Regions from separate parts of the Sus scrofa genome. Here regions 2, 3 and 4 are each linked to region 1. A link is a contact called in public HiChIP or PLAC-seq data. All regions are on one chromosome and are shown on one strand. The core of a region is the stretch at or near the end of the contact, and the rest is flanking DNA. Distances in the headings are between cores, read along the strand shown. Region 1 overlaps AKAP6 (A-kinase anchor protein 6). Region 2 overlaps AKAP6 (A-kinase anchor protein 6). Region 3 has its middle 140 kb from the start of ARHGAP5. Region 4 has its middle 62 kb from the start of ARHGAP5.

Evidence for each region. HiChIP or PLAC-seq counts read pairs in DNA pulled down with a chosen protein or histone mark.
Region 2: a contact with region 1 is called in an H3K27ac HiChIP or PLAC-seq map of skeletal muscle, with 7 times the contacts expected there. The contact joins two enhancer-like sites. A contact is called at or near these places in 13 of 47 Hi-C or Micro-C datasets (adipocytes, alveolar macrophages, embryonic fibroblasts and 8 more) and 1 of 2 datasets of contacts at active chromatin or transcription factors (skeletal muscle).
Region 3: a contact with region 1 is called in an H3K27ac HiChIP or PLAC-seq map of skeletal muscle, with 4 times the contacts expected there. The contact joins two enhancer-like sites. A contact is called at or near these places in 1 of 47 Hi-C or Micro-C datasets (epiblast stem cells) and 1 of 2 datasets of contacts at active chromatin or transcription factors (skeletal muscle).
Region 4: an H3K27ac HiChIP or PLAC-seq map of skeletal muscle shows a contact between it and region 1, with 4 times the contacts expected there. The contact joins two enhancer-like sites. A contact is called at or near these places in 4 of 47 Hi-C or Micro-C datasets (adipocytes, brain, embryonic fibroblasts and 1 more) and 1 of 2 datasets of contacts at active chromatin or transcription factors (skeletal muscle).

What each region holds. Positions count from the first base shown.
Region 1 is chr7:67,429,058-67,432,075 of Sscrofa11.1, forward strand. The region is part of intron 1 of AKAP6 (A-kinase anchor protein 6); the gene reads right to left. Among named protein-coding and RNA genes, the nearest start is that of AKAP6, 32 kb to the right of the region's middle. Within about 2 kb of position 1,639, at least 33 of the 83 cell types and tissues checked have an H3K27ac peak or open chromatin away from gene starts, as enhancers often do. A contact at or near this core is called in fetal skeletal muscle and skeletal muscle, where this site is marked.
Region 2 is chr7:67,157,670-67,160,954 of Sscrofa11.1, forward strand. All of the region lies in intron 6 of AKAP6 (A-kinase anchor protein 6), which reads right to left. Among named protein-coding and RNA genes, the nearest start is that of AKAP6, 300 kb to the right of the region's middle. Within about 2 kb of position 1,487, at least 10 of the 83 cell types and tissues checked have an H3K27ac peak or open chromatin away from gene starts, as enhancers often do. A contact at or near this core is called in fetal skeletal muscle and skeletal muscle, where this site is marked.
Region 3 is chr7:67,771,445-67,774,818 of Sscrofa11.1, forward strand. No RefSeq gene overlaps it. Among named protein-coding and RNA genes, the nearest start is that of ARHGAP5, 140 kb to the left of the region's middle. Within about 2 kb of position 1,642, at least 2 of the 83 cell types and tissues checked have an H3K27ac peak or open chromatin away from gene starts, as enhancers often do. A contact at or near this core is called in skeletal muscle, where this site is marked.
Region 4 is chr7:67,691,366-67,694,650 of Sscrofa11.1, forward strand. No RefSeq gene overlaps it. Among named protein-coding and RNA genes, the nearest start is that of ARHGAP5, 62 kb to the left of the region's middle. Within about 2 kb of position 1,971, at least 38 of the 83 cell types and tissues checked have an H3K27ac peak or open chromatin away from gene starts, as enhancers often do. A contact at or near this core is called in skeletal muscle, where this site is marked.

The DNA of each region.
Region 1 (3,018 bases), core at 389-2,888:
GTATTTCCTAAAATAAATTCTAATTGAATATTTCAGGCACAATAGTAACTAAGTAGGTCACTTGCTCTCCAGGATTCAAAGAATATTGGCTGTGGTACTCCATTTCCATCCTGAACAGGAGAGTTAAAGAGAAACACTCGACACAACCAGAAAATCCTTACCACAAAGCTCTTTATAGCAACAAGCTGCAGCTCAGGGATAGGATCTACAACCATGAGTTTGTACCATGAGTTTTGTAGGTAATTTTCAAAACTCCTTTGAACTCTCAAAAGTACCGGTAATTGAGCGTCCAAAAAAAGTCTGCAACAATCGTATCTGTTCTACCACCCTGCCTTCTTTAGAAATTGGACCCAGGAATATATGCTCTAGAAACATTTTTTAAATAGCCCAGACTTGACTGCCAAATCATGCTCCTTCTCCAGGCTCTCCTCCTTTGTTTTCAGAGTCTAATCTGGTTCTGCCCTCCTCCCCAAACAAGTATCCAGGTTCCTGGGGATGCTCCGTGCCCTGTTCTTTCCTGAATGCTATTTGCCATGCAAAACAGAACGGTAGAGCTAGAAAGGATCTGACAGAGGAACTAATATAGCTGCTTCCGCTGATGAGGAAACCCTGGCTTTACCTCAGGTCACAACTTGCCGGTGCCAGAGTTATCCCCATTCCTCCAGGTCTTATCAGGTTGTTCATTTCACCAGACAGTAAGTGTGGGGCCAAAGTATCTGACTTCATTATTACTCCTCTCAGAAAACAGATCTTTGTTGAACCAGGGGTGTTGGTTTGGAAATTTCAGGAAAGACCAGTTGGAGCAAACACAATTTTGAGCAGTGGGTACTTTCCATGTCCTCAAATCATATTCTTCCTGTAAACAAACCACACTTTAAAAATATGGAGGACTGAGCTATGGTCCCTCTTGGCAACTGTAAAGAATACAAGCTCCATGAGGGCAGGGACTCTATTTATACCTAGTGTTATTTCACACCCAGTACGTAGAACAGAAGCTGTCACTGAATAGCAGCTCAACAATAAACACTTGCTAGATGAACAAAAGGAAGGAAGGATGTATCTCTCTTCCATTCCCTCTATAGTCCATCTCTAACCCAATTTTGTTCCCTGTTACACTTAAGTCTAGTTCCTTTAATCAAAACTCTGTTGTCAGATAAGACTTATCAGTCGTTTATATTTTAGTAGCCTTTAATCTGCTTCCTGGCGTGTTTGGAATTTCAGTTTTCTAAAAAAAGCTTTTGCCCATTTGCAGGCCCTATCCATCCCCCTCTCCATGCACATGGCCAAGCTTTGAATTCTCTGAAAGTAAAGCAAATTGTTCACAGGAACATCTCCCTTCCCCAGTGACCTCTGGTTTCCCTCCTGTGGCTCTCCTGAGCTTTCACATCTTTGTAAAATCATCTACAATCCTATCTTCCTGCCACCTCTATCTTCCTTTCTCAGCTGTCAAAACTGAGATGGCATGCTGCTTTTGCGTATTCAGACTCAGCTGTACTGCCCAATTAAGGCCCAGCATCTTGCTTCCCACACCTCACTCAGCAAAGCCAAAGGACCTCACCGTATTGAGTTAACCAGAAGCCCATCCTAACCTTCTTGCTCACTAGGGGGTGCTGTTGCTATATCCAGACCTAAGGAATTTGGTGCAGTGGAGGAAAAGGAAGTGACAGAGCTCTCTGGGTCTTGGGAGACGTTTCTAGCTGGGCCTCTCTGCACAACCCCGCAACATAGTTTCTCAGAATCAAAGCCCATTACACCTCATCAAGCCATACAGTTCACATGGTACAATAAAATGGGAGGGCGGAAGGTCTCCAAACTAAAGGTTTTACTCTAAGATTCATTTAGGTACACAGGTTCACGCAACAGTATTTATGATGACTACTGGATGTGAATAACTAATTCTCACTCACCACTGGAGAAGAAAGTACTGTTTAGACAACCACACAGCAAACACTGTCAGGCAGAATTAAATGTATCAAAGGCAACCAGAACAGCCAGGAAACACTTGAGTTTTTCCCTGCTTTTCACAATCATCTTTCCTGGTATGTGATGTCTTAGACTTTGGGAATGAAAGCTTCATACACAAACAAATGAATATCAGCCTCTCTCAGCCCCCAGCCTGGCTATTGCACAAAGCTTGCAGGCTGCCAGAAAAGCCTCCCTGGCCTCAGTTAACTCTTTGCTTGAATAACTGGTGGACCTGCACTGCAGGAAAAGCTCTCTCATGCAGCAGAGCTTTTCAAATTTCTTAACAAGTCATCATACAAAGAATTTTTTTGGTTGGGTTTGTGGGTATTTTAGGATAAATTGAGGGAAAAAAATGTGTATCTTTTTAAAGTTCTCTGAATGAGACTCTCACCTAACAGTATGAACATTAAACATTCCCACACAGCGAAGAATGGATCTGCACCAAGGGAAATAACTCTGGTATTAATCCAAGATGAAACAATCCCGCTCCCCCTCCCCCGCCCCCACCCGCTCTGGCTAGGGTTTCACACCCTTTGTTGCACTGATTTGGGCACTCCGCACTAATGCTAATGAGCAACCACTCACTAATGCTAATGCCTAGAGCGCTCTTTGGCTCCAAAAGCAACCCAGCCAAGCTAGAAACTTGAATTCCAAAGTGGTTCAAGAGGGACTCAGCCAGACAGAGGTGCCACTTTAGGGCAAGTCCTACACAGAATAGTTTCCTTTTGTTCCATCCCTAAAAAAGGACACAATCCCAACTACAAGTGCATCAAACTTTCAGATGAAATGCAAGGAATTTCTAGTCCCAGGATTTTTGCAATAACTAGCTCGACGTTTCCACATAAAGCTCTAAAGACAAGGATAAATATACCATACTTAACAGAGTGTTGAGAAAACTTCTAAGTTAGTGTCCCTTAACCTAATTTCAGCCCTCACATACCCAAAAGAACCACTGCCGTTAGTTACCAAGGCTGACTACTGCAGGGAGCAGGTCAGAATGAGGAGGCTGGGGGGTATGATGTGGGAATACAGTTTGAAAAGGGCTCATTCTGA
Region 2 (3,285 bases), core at 237-2,736, 270 kb before region 1:
CTTTCTGACCATTAAAACACCTGTGGTTTTTGCATCGAGAGCCTCCTCAAAGTCAGAGATGTTTGGATGACTTACCTGTTCTCTCGCAGTTAGACAGGGTGCTGGTCTTTGGTGACTTCCTCACATCTTCCCAATGTTTCCTACCCACTCTCCCCAGAGCTATCCTACAAGATCCAGCTTAACACTCTTCTCCCAGCCAATCACCCCAACCTAGTGCTACCAACACATTTTCTCACTTTTTCCATCTTTAGCAGCCAGGGGTCTGAGGGATAGTTCTAAACCTGTGGGTTTTCCTCCCATAATACAGTGTAATGACCTTCCCTCTGGTTAAAGAGTGCTGCGGGAATTATTATTTATAAGTACATAATTATAAATAAATATTATAAATATGTATAAATACAAATTATAAATAAATATGTAATATTTATAAGGTTGCTGTGTGACAATATTATAAACTAGAAGGTTGTTTGTATTTATCTGAACACACATTCATAGCATAAATTTCCCTGCATAAACTTCCTAAGGTGTCAGAGAAGTGCATTAACTAAAATTATTGGGCCAATTAGAGGAGAATTATCTGTAATACGGCGTAAGATTCATCCATCAAGGCAGAAGGCCCAGGGTCTCACAGAGAAGAGGGGTGCAGGAATCTAGGGAGACTGCCACCGGTCCTAGGAAGGAGGAGTGGTGGCCTTAACCATTGTGGGTGGGGTTGGGTAGGAGGCTGAAGCTTCATAATGACCAAGAAGGCTGAAGATAAGAGGAGAAAACCGGGTGATGGCATTTGATCCCTAAAGGCCAAAGCCATCTACATGCAAAGAGCTGCTAAGGCCGGACCCCTCCCCTCCCAGAGTAGTAATAACAACAATAACGATCATAGGAGATAACATTTACCGAATGCTTAGCACATTCCAGGTACTATTCTGAGCTCTTTACACATTTTAACACATTTAATCGTCAAAAAGACCTCTACTTTTAACCCTATTTTTGCAAGAGAGGAAACGGGCAAGGCAACCTAGGTGACAAATGCACAGAACCCCATCAGTCTGAAAAATGGAAAGCTCCTGGGCCTGAGCTGACAGGCAGCACCTTTCTCGGGTAAAGTTGCTTATTCACCATGCAAATCTCAGGCCAATCATCTTTATATGGGTGGCATTAACCACTTCAGGTGGGGGTTGCGAAGGTGGCTGAAGACATGATCTGACATCATGAGTGACCCTGACACGTTCCACACTCTCGGAGCGATTTGCCCTCATGCTGTCTGAACAGAGCACAAACAGCAGTGCTGACAGTTAACTTTAAGACATCACAACAGCCAACCTGCCAAAATGAATGTTTCCAGTTTCCTTCATTTAGCTGACCTTATTTGCTATAAATTCAGGTTAATCCATAGTTAATTCTTACTGGGTTACTCACTTGTTTACTGTCACCATTGTCCCAGGTCTCTTGGCATCTTACACACTCTGGCCAGGCCCCAAATTCCTCTAGGATGTCTGGCCCTTCTCATCTTTCAGTGCTGGGAATGAGGCATGAAGAGGTTCAGAGCGCCAGGCTCATGAACGTCACAGCCTCACACTCGCTTACCATTAGGGTCTTCTAAGGGGAATTCACCCAGAATTCCATGGAACAGAAAGAAATTCCATGTTGAAGGGATATATTCCAGTGAATCTTTTATGGAGAAGTAGCTGCATCCCTTAGTTTTGCCTCTTTGTCTCATAAAATTTCAGAACTGAGAGGTATCTTAGAGGTCACCCAATTCAATTATTTCCGAATGTTTATTTTTCGAAACTGAGGCTTGGGAAGTTACGTCTCTTTCCAAGGTCACAATGCTACAGAGGTGCAGAATTAAGATGCTTATTCTAGTTCTACTATTGTTGATGCTAATTTCCTGAATTCATAGGAAATGTCACAATAATGATAAAACTAGTATTTATGTAGCCTTTGGAGTTTATAATGACCTTTTGCTCTTTGTGATTATAATAATCTGTGCAGTGGTGTGACAAATATAATTAATATCCCATTTTAAAGACTAGGAGATTTAAACAGTAAATTTTTGCGACTTATTCAGTTTTTCATAATTTAAAAGTGGAGGGCTGTGAATTGAGCCCAGAGCTCCTGCCTTTAAGTTTCATACCCTTAAGTAAATTACTGACTTCTCTATGTATCTCTGTCCTCATTGGTAAAATGGGGATATAACAAGTGTCTTCATCAAAGAGGGATTTTTCCTTGCGAATTAAATGCTATGATATGTTATATAAATAAACGTATTAGCATCTTGCCTGACATGTTGTAAGTGGTAATTAATGCCAAGAGTTTGTTTGTTGTTATTGTTTGTTTTTCTCTTTACAGCCACACTTGTGCATGTGGAAGTTCCCGGGCTAGGGGTTGAATCGAAGCTGCAGCTGCCAGCCTACAACACAGCCACATCTAACACCTATCCAAGCTGTATCTGTAACCTATGCTGCCCTGCAGCAATGCCAGATCCTTAACCCACTGAGCGAGGCCAGGGATTGAACCCTCAATCCTCATGGATACTAGTTGGGTTCGTTAACACTGAACCACAACGGGAACGCCAACAAAATGTAATTTAATCATAGCTTTTTCATGCCAAGAAAATAGCAAAGAACTATTTTCATCTTAATGTCTAAAACTCCAAACAAAAAACTGCACCTGAATTATACATTTCAGAAGCTAAAATCCAGATGCAGTGACTAGCAGTAGCCGCACGGTGGTGCTACATCATCATTGATAAAGCCTTAAGACCCAGACATTTCTGCAGAAACCAAACTGACGCAGGACTGAAATATTCCTACTGCGTTAACCAGGAAGCAATCTGCTTAGGCTCCCTGTGGTTCTTCTCCTACAACCTTGAGCAATGACCTTGACATACTGTCTCAACAAATCCATTAGTAATGTTAACTCACAGGTTTTTGCTGGCCATTGCAACAAATAAAATATACACAAAAGAATATCATCCTTTTTTCTTAGCTTTTTTTTTTTAAAAAAATGTTATATGTTAATTTAGGATTCTCGACTTGGATTTATCCACATAATTTGCATATAAGATAACATTTACCTCTGTCCTGTTCATCCATTGTACATCTCAATTTCACATGTCCTTTGGAACCATTTATTAAAAGTCCTTACACTTCCTAGCCCCACAAGCCTAAGCTTGAAATCTTAACTCTTGTGACCCCTTCCTCCACTCTCTTAGTCTTAAAATCCTACAAAATTTGTACTTTATGACATCTCCCACCTCTGTCTCTTTATTTCCTTAGGTTGGCT
Region 3 (3,374 bases), core at 392-2,891, 340 kb after region 1:
CTTTTCAAACCTAATTCTTCTACCAGAAAAAAAATGGGTACCTTAGGCTTACCAATATATGAAAAAATACAGGGAGAGTAATCCATGTTGGTGAGATACACAGATAAATTAACCACACAAAAGGAAATTATTCCATTTGGTCTCTCATATCATGAGGAAATCTATCCTCTCCCCCTTCCTCAAATCAGTGTTGGAAATGGTGACTAATGTTCTTATTTACATGGGAATTGATACTTCATTTATCGCTTACAATAATAACATGTTAGGGTTGCTATGAACTGTCAAGGAAAATTGCTTGCAAGAAGGATTTTTATTAACAGAGTTGTGAGGTGAAACCAAAACTGAAGTGGCAGCACCTATTCTGCATTTGGGAAAATACGCCCTCAGAAAATGTACAAGCAAGTCGCAAGCACACTTGTTAAAAGCTCAGGATGCTAAAGCATTCTAAAAAGCACGGTAGGAGTTCCCATCGTGGTGTAGCAGAAATGAATCCGACTAGGAACCATGAGGTTGCAGGTTCGATCCCTGGCCTCGCTCAGCGGGTTAAGGATCCGGCATTGCTGTGAGCTGTGGTGTAGATCCCAGACACGGCTCAGATTCTGCGTTGCTGTGGCTGTAGTGTAGACCAGCAGCTGTAGCTCCAATTCGACCCCTAGCCTGGGAACTTCCATATGCCCTGGATGTGGCCCTAAAAATAAAATAAAAAATAAAATTAAATTAAAAGCATGGTAATAAAGCCATCATTCAGAAATAAAAGTGGATTACATAGCTTCTGGCCTACTTTTTTATCCTTTCGTATTTTCCTAACCTTACAATATTTCATTTTATAAAAAGCCAACTTGACTAAATACCTCCTATTTCCTATTCTTTACTAACAGGAAGTGGTTACTAGAAATCTTTGTTTTTGGTAGTCATTGTAAAATGTAGCTAATGGGAAGCTTTAGATAAATAGAAGAAACTTTATATAAAAATTCCTCCCTAGAAAGGATAAGAAATCTCCCCAATTCAACAGAAAATAATTTCTAATTCAAGACAGTAAAAACTTTCTCTCCTTACCTTAGAAAGACATAAACTAATAAAAGTATTTGATATTTTTGTTTAATGATTTTATGCATACTGTTTATAAACATTAGTGCAGAAGGAGACTAAATAATGTTAACTGTTTCAAACAATAATCTGAATGCTTCTTAAAGATCAACTCAGAGCAATTTATTTTCCTTCTACAAAACAGTTGAACTAGGGTCACGGAATATTTATTTTAAAACTTTCTAGTCAGTAAAAGAAACATTTCCTTGGTGCAAAGGAACAAACATCACCCAATATCCCCTATAAAGTCTTCAGCAAGGAAAATAGGATATAATAGAAAAAAAAAAAAAAAAGCACAGATTTTAGTTCCTAAAATAAACTTTATGCAATCACAGGAAGCACTTAGATCCCTTTTTTCCTCCTCTTGCAGGAAAATGAAACAATCTCTGGGCCACAGGAAATAACACAAGTTTTAGAAAATCCCAGTGGTATGAGAGAAAAAACTTCAAGTGGATCTCTTCTGAGTCCAATAATGACGTCAATAACAACAGATGTTCAAAGACTCAGGTACTTCAACGAGAAGCAACTGATGTGTACTGATGAGAGTGACGACTCCATCTGAAGTTCAGGAAAATAGAACAGCAGAGATCACTAACACAACACTATAACTGATGTGTCTGCACACTACTAGCTCCCGACTTCATTTTGGCAAAAAGAACAACTGCTGAGAAGAGTAATGGTGAAGTTCCCACTGTGGCACAGTGGGTTAAGGATCTGGCATTGGCACAGCTGTGGTGTAGGTGGCAGCTACGGCTCGGATTCGATCCCTGGCCTGGAAATTTCCATATGCCATGAGTGTGGAGGGCAAAAATAGTGCTAAAAAAAGATGATGGCAAGAAGTGCAGAAAAAAGGAGGCATGGGGGAGGGCAGGGAGAAAAAGTGGATAGGACTCTTTCATTTTAGATTGCCAGTATACAACAGATCCCACTAAAAATTACTAAAAATATAGACATGCCAATTATTGATGGGACAAGTAAAGAAAAATCAACAATTCATAACTGTGGATACATATGATACATATACAAAAATGCATATCATAATGCAACTGAATAGAAGAAAGAGTTTACAACATTTCCATTAAATTTAATTATAGGGGAGTTCCCATCGTGTCTCAGTGGTTAACGAACCTGACTAGTATCCATGAGGATGTGGGTTCGATCCCAGGCCTCATTCAGTGGGTTAAGGATCCAGCGTTGTCGCTAGCTGTGGTGGAGGTTGCAGATCCCACGTTGCTGTGGCTTTGGTGTGGGCCGATGGCTGCATATCAGATTGGACCCCTAGCCTAGGAACCTCCATATGCCACGGGTACGGCCCTAAAAAACAAACAAAAAAATTTAATTACAGGTATCAAGAGAATAATATAATACTTTCCATCCTTAAAAGTATTTTTTCTTAGAATATCCAGTTAGGAAGGTATTTTTGGCACTCCTACGTAGGGCACATTAGTAGGCAAACATCTGTATAACCCCACCACAGACTTGGTGATTAAGTCTTTCTCAGGAGGAAAGATCAAAATATAGTTTATATAGAGTAAATCAGGAAGAATTTCAGATTGTGCAGAGATTTCTCCCTTTGTGGCTTTAATGCAAAAGGAGATTCCACAAAATCTCTGAGGGCCATCTTTTTGGGCTGTGATATTTCATGACCACACCTTGGATTTAACAGGTCATAAATAGGATAATAAAATAAACTGCATTCAATACATTAAAAATGTACTTTGGCATGACTTTTTAGACTGTGGGTTTTGCCAACAGTAACTAGACAGAAGGCACTGTTATATCATTTACAAGGTCAAAATATACAGTCATGTCCTCATGCTCTTCCACCACTCTTCTCCAGCCCTGGTTTCCTCAGGGCAGTATTCCTGGGATGGTTTTCCAGCTAGTCTTCCTATTTTCTCTGATTTTGTTACTGAATGCCCCTCCCCTGCATCCCCACCCCAATATCACGGCCACCTCATTTCCTGCCTATGGTGGGATCAATTTTTTAAAAACATGGCTCCCATAAGTCACTCCAGAATTAAAAACCTATGAGAGCCAGTTTGTTACCGAGATAGCTGATACATGCATGTACAGACATATGTGTGTTTTAATGCAAAATGTAGCATTCTACATAGACTTTTTCTTTTCGCAACATACCCCAGAGACCATTCCATTTCAGAACATATAGAGGTACTTTATTCTCTTTCAGTAGCTGCATTATATCCCATTACATGGATGGTCTGGAGTTTATTTAACAAGCTACATGGAAGGGAAATGGGTGGTTTGAGTGAATAAAAGGAAGAAAT
Region 4 (3,285 bases), core at 721-3,220, 260 kb after region 1:
TGACGTTTCCAACACTGGCCCTTTGTTTTGTCTGAGAGCTCATTTGGTACATATGGAAATTCTCATCTGGTTACAGTTGATTTTGCTCCACAGGAGAGAAGTAGGTGTTAAACAATGGGCAGAATTTAGTGGGGTCACTAAAGGCCTGGCCTTGCTCTGGTCTGGAGGGAAGACTGAGGGCCAGGTGTTAGGCATTTCTGGAAGTTAGAAAATGTAACCTGTGGGGGATAGGAAGATTGCTTCCAAGCTCTCTTCATTTTCGTCATAGATGGAGGTGTGGTTGGGTACCACGGCTGAGAACGATGTCACATAAATAACATACTGTCCCTGCCAAGGCAGATATGGTCACCTAGAGAGGAAGGTGAGATTGGGGGCTGCATCTGTGTCCAGGGGCATGACCGCTGCTCCATGGATTTAGCCTCTCAAGGTGAGGATGAAAGTTGGGTGTGATGGCCTACCAAGGACTTGAAAGTGCCAGGCAATTTCACTTTGCGGGGGGTGCACCCACTGGGGAGGACAACTTGGATTAGCATTCTCATTCTTGCATTATCTCTGGGCTCTGATGATAGAGCCCTGAAGAAAGGCCTGGATGACTCCCACAAGCAGAGGGAAAGATAAAGATTCATTACAAACTGTTCTGTTCCTGTGATTACTAACAAAGGAGTGAGATAAGCTGGCTCATCAGTGAAACACTCCCTGGAGATGAAAGGGCTTCAGGGTTGTCAAGACAGGCAGTCTTTTTCTGGTAGAAAGTCCAAAGGTGACCACTGTGGCTGGATAGGTATCTACACCTGGCTCTAGGCTGACAATATCCAGGCAAGCCCTAGACGTGGGCAAGGAGGAGTTTCCATTGCATCTATGGGTTGCTTGGAGCTACAAATTCCTTGTTTGTCTCGTTTCTGAATGCCTCTCATACTTCAGACAAGGCCTAATGCATAGAGTAGATGCTGAACAAGTGTTTGTTAAATGTATACCAGGCTGGTGGTGGTGGTTGTTTTTTGCTATGATCATAGGTTTCTTTTTTAAATAAAAGCTTTATTGAGATATACTTCAGAAACCATGGAATTCACCCTTTTAAAGTATATAGAGCAGTGGGGTTTAGTATATTTACAGGGTTGTGCAATTATGACCACGATCTAACTTGAGAACATTTTCATCACCTTCTCTCCAAACTCTGTACTCACAGCCACCATTCCCCATCCTCTACTCCTCAGCCCCAGCAACCACTCATTCACTCTCAGTCTCTGACCAGAGTTTTCTGACCATTGTGTTCCACAGTTCTATGCATCTCTGTATAAACACACAAAGCAAAATGTCCACCAGGGTCACGTCGTCAGAAAGCATTCCCTGTGTTATCCTGGTTCTAGCTAATCCAGTCGCATCCTTTCTATCACTTACAAGAACAGATGGCTTCAGCCTTCTCCAGGCCAAGGCTGAGCCTCTGTATTGCCAAACATGTTGATGAGCACTGAAATTCAGCCCAGAATCACAATGAAAGCAAATGTGAAATACCCGGACAGCGCCAAACTGATTCAGGCATTTCCCCCACGCTCCAGTGGCTACATGGGTGACCCAGTCTGGTGTGATGACTCTTTGCAAAAATGGAATGTGGGGAATGCCAGGTCAGGGATGGGAAGTCAGGCTTGGTCTGAAAAGGCAACACTGAAGATGGGCAGTGATGTCAGCCATGGCACTTTACATAAGGAGGCACCAGGTGCTGTTTTAGGGTGAAGCCTGCGGTCTGAAGCCCTGGGGTATGAGGTTGCACTGGGAGTAGGGGGCAGAGCCTGAAGATCTCCAGGCCAGGGCAGAGCTGATTCAGGAGCCAGGACGGGCAGCCAACTACTGAACACAGGAATCTGTGGAGGCTAAACAGGGTGGTTCTGAGGACTGTTGCCAAATAGCTTGTTGCTACCTCAGTCAGATTTATTAGCCTGGTTCAGCAGTTTCTGCCTGAGAGCATTTTAAAGACACCACGGGAACTTTGAACTGGGAACTGAGACTCACTGTCAGATAACAATATGGAGGAGGTCAGCTCTTCCTTCAACAACTCAGCCTCTTGAGAGAATGAAAGTCGGTGGACACAGTCCTCCCGTTCCAGGAACATCATGGCGGCTTCCTTTACAAGAAGTGGGAAGACTTTGTGATGTTTATATTCAGCTGTTAACATATGGCTTTTCTAGGTCAGAATGTGAGCTTCTTGCAAAGAGAGTCTATGTCATTTTCATTTTGGGAATAACAAAAATGAAGTGTTTTTCAGATGACAAAAGTGAAAATGTGCCTAGAAATTCTGGCACATAATTAACCATAATGTGTCTAGAAGTTCTGGCACATAGTAACCACTCAGTAAAGACTTAATAGTGAGTGAATAAATTTCTAGTACCTGTCTCCAAGGAATATATTGTCCCACTTTTTTTCTAATTTCTCAAAGAATGAGGAGGGAAATTCTGGTAGGAAGATTTTTCACAGACTTCAATGGCAAAAGGAGTACACTTTCTCAAAAATCACTGTATTGAGGAGGGCAGTTATGATCGAATGTAAATGTTTCCTTTTAAATATGTTATCCTTATTGGGGAAAAAATGGCACTGCACATCCAAGAGGAAAATATGTGAACTGAATAAAGATTAAAAAACAAACAAACAAACAAACAAAAAAAAAACCTTGATGTGAGGACAGAGAAATAAGCTCTTAAAATTCTTAAAAAGTCAGAGCCAGCAACTACCTCACACATGTGTTGACACCCTTACCCCACTCCGTGCCCAAGAAAGACAGGGCTAATCAAGTCTAGGCTATTCTTTCCTACCAAGCTGAAGCTTAAATTCAGAATCCTTGTCAACACTGTGTTTCATGCGGTCATTCCTGGGTGGCTGGTGTTGATGGACGTAATATAAGCCATTAGTCATGGCTGAGCTGGAGTGTAGGAAGGACAGGGCGGTGAAAGAGTGTGAGGTCATTTAAGGAAGATGAGAAGGGGCCTGGGAGGAGCCCTGACAGACGGCTGAGATCTGTGGTCTGGCTCAAGCCTTCTATGTAGGTTATTGGGTGCCTGCAGAACAATCACAGCCTAACTCAAGGAATGCCCTGGGGCTGGATCTGAGACTCAGACAGAAAAAAGGTCCTATTTTCCGAGAGCCCCAAGGGGCTAAGTTGTCAGGTCATCTGGCAAAGTCTGTTACCCCAAGGCCTGAGTCCAAAAGAGCAGCCGGTTTACTGGAGGAGGAGTGAACCAGCATTAATTCTGCACCAGGCGCCGTGAATAATTGAGTCTGCCCAGAAGACACGTC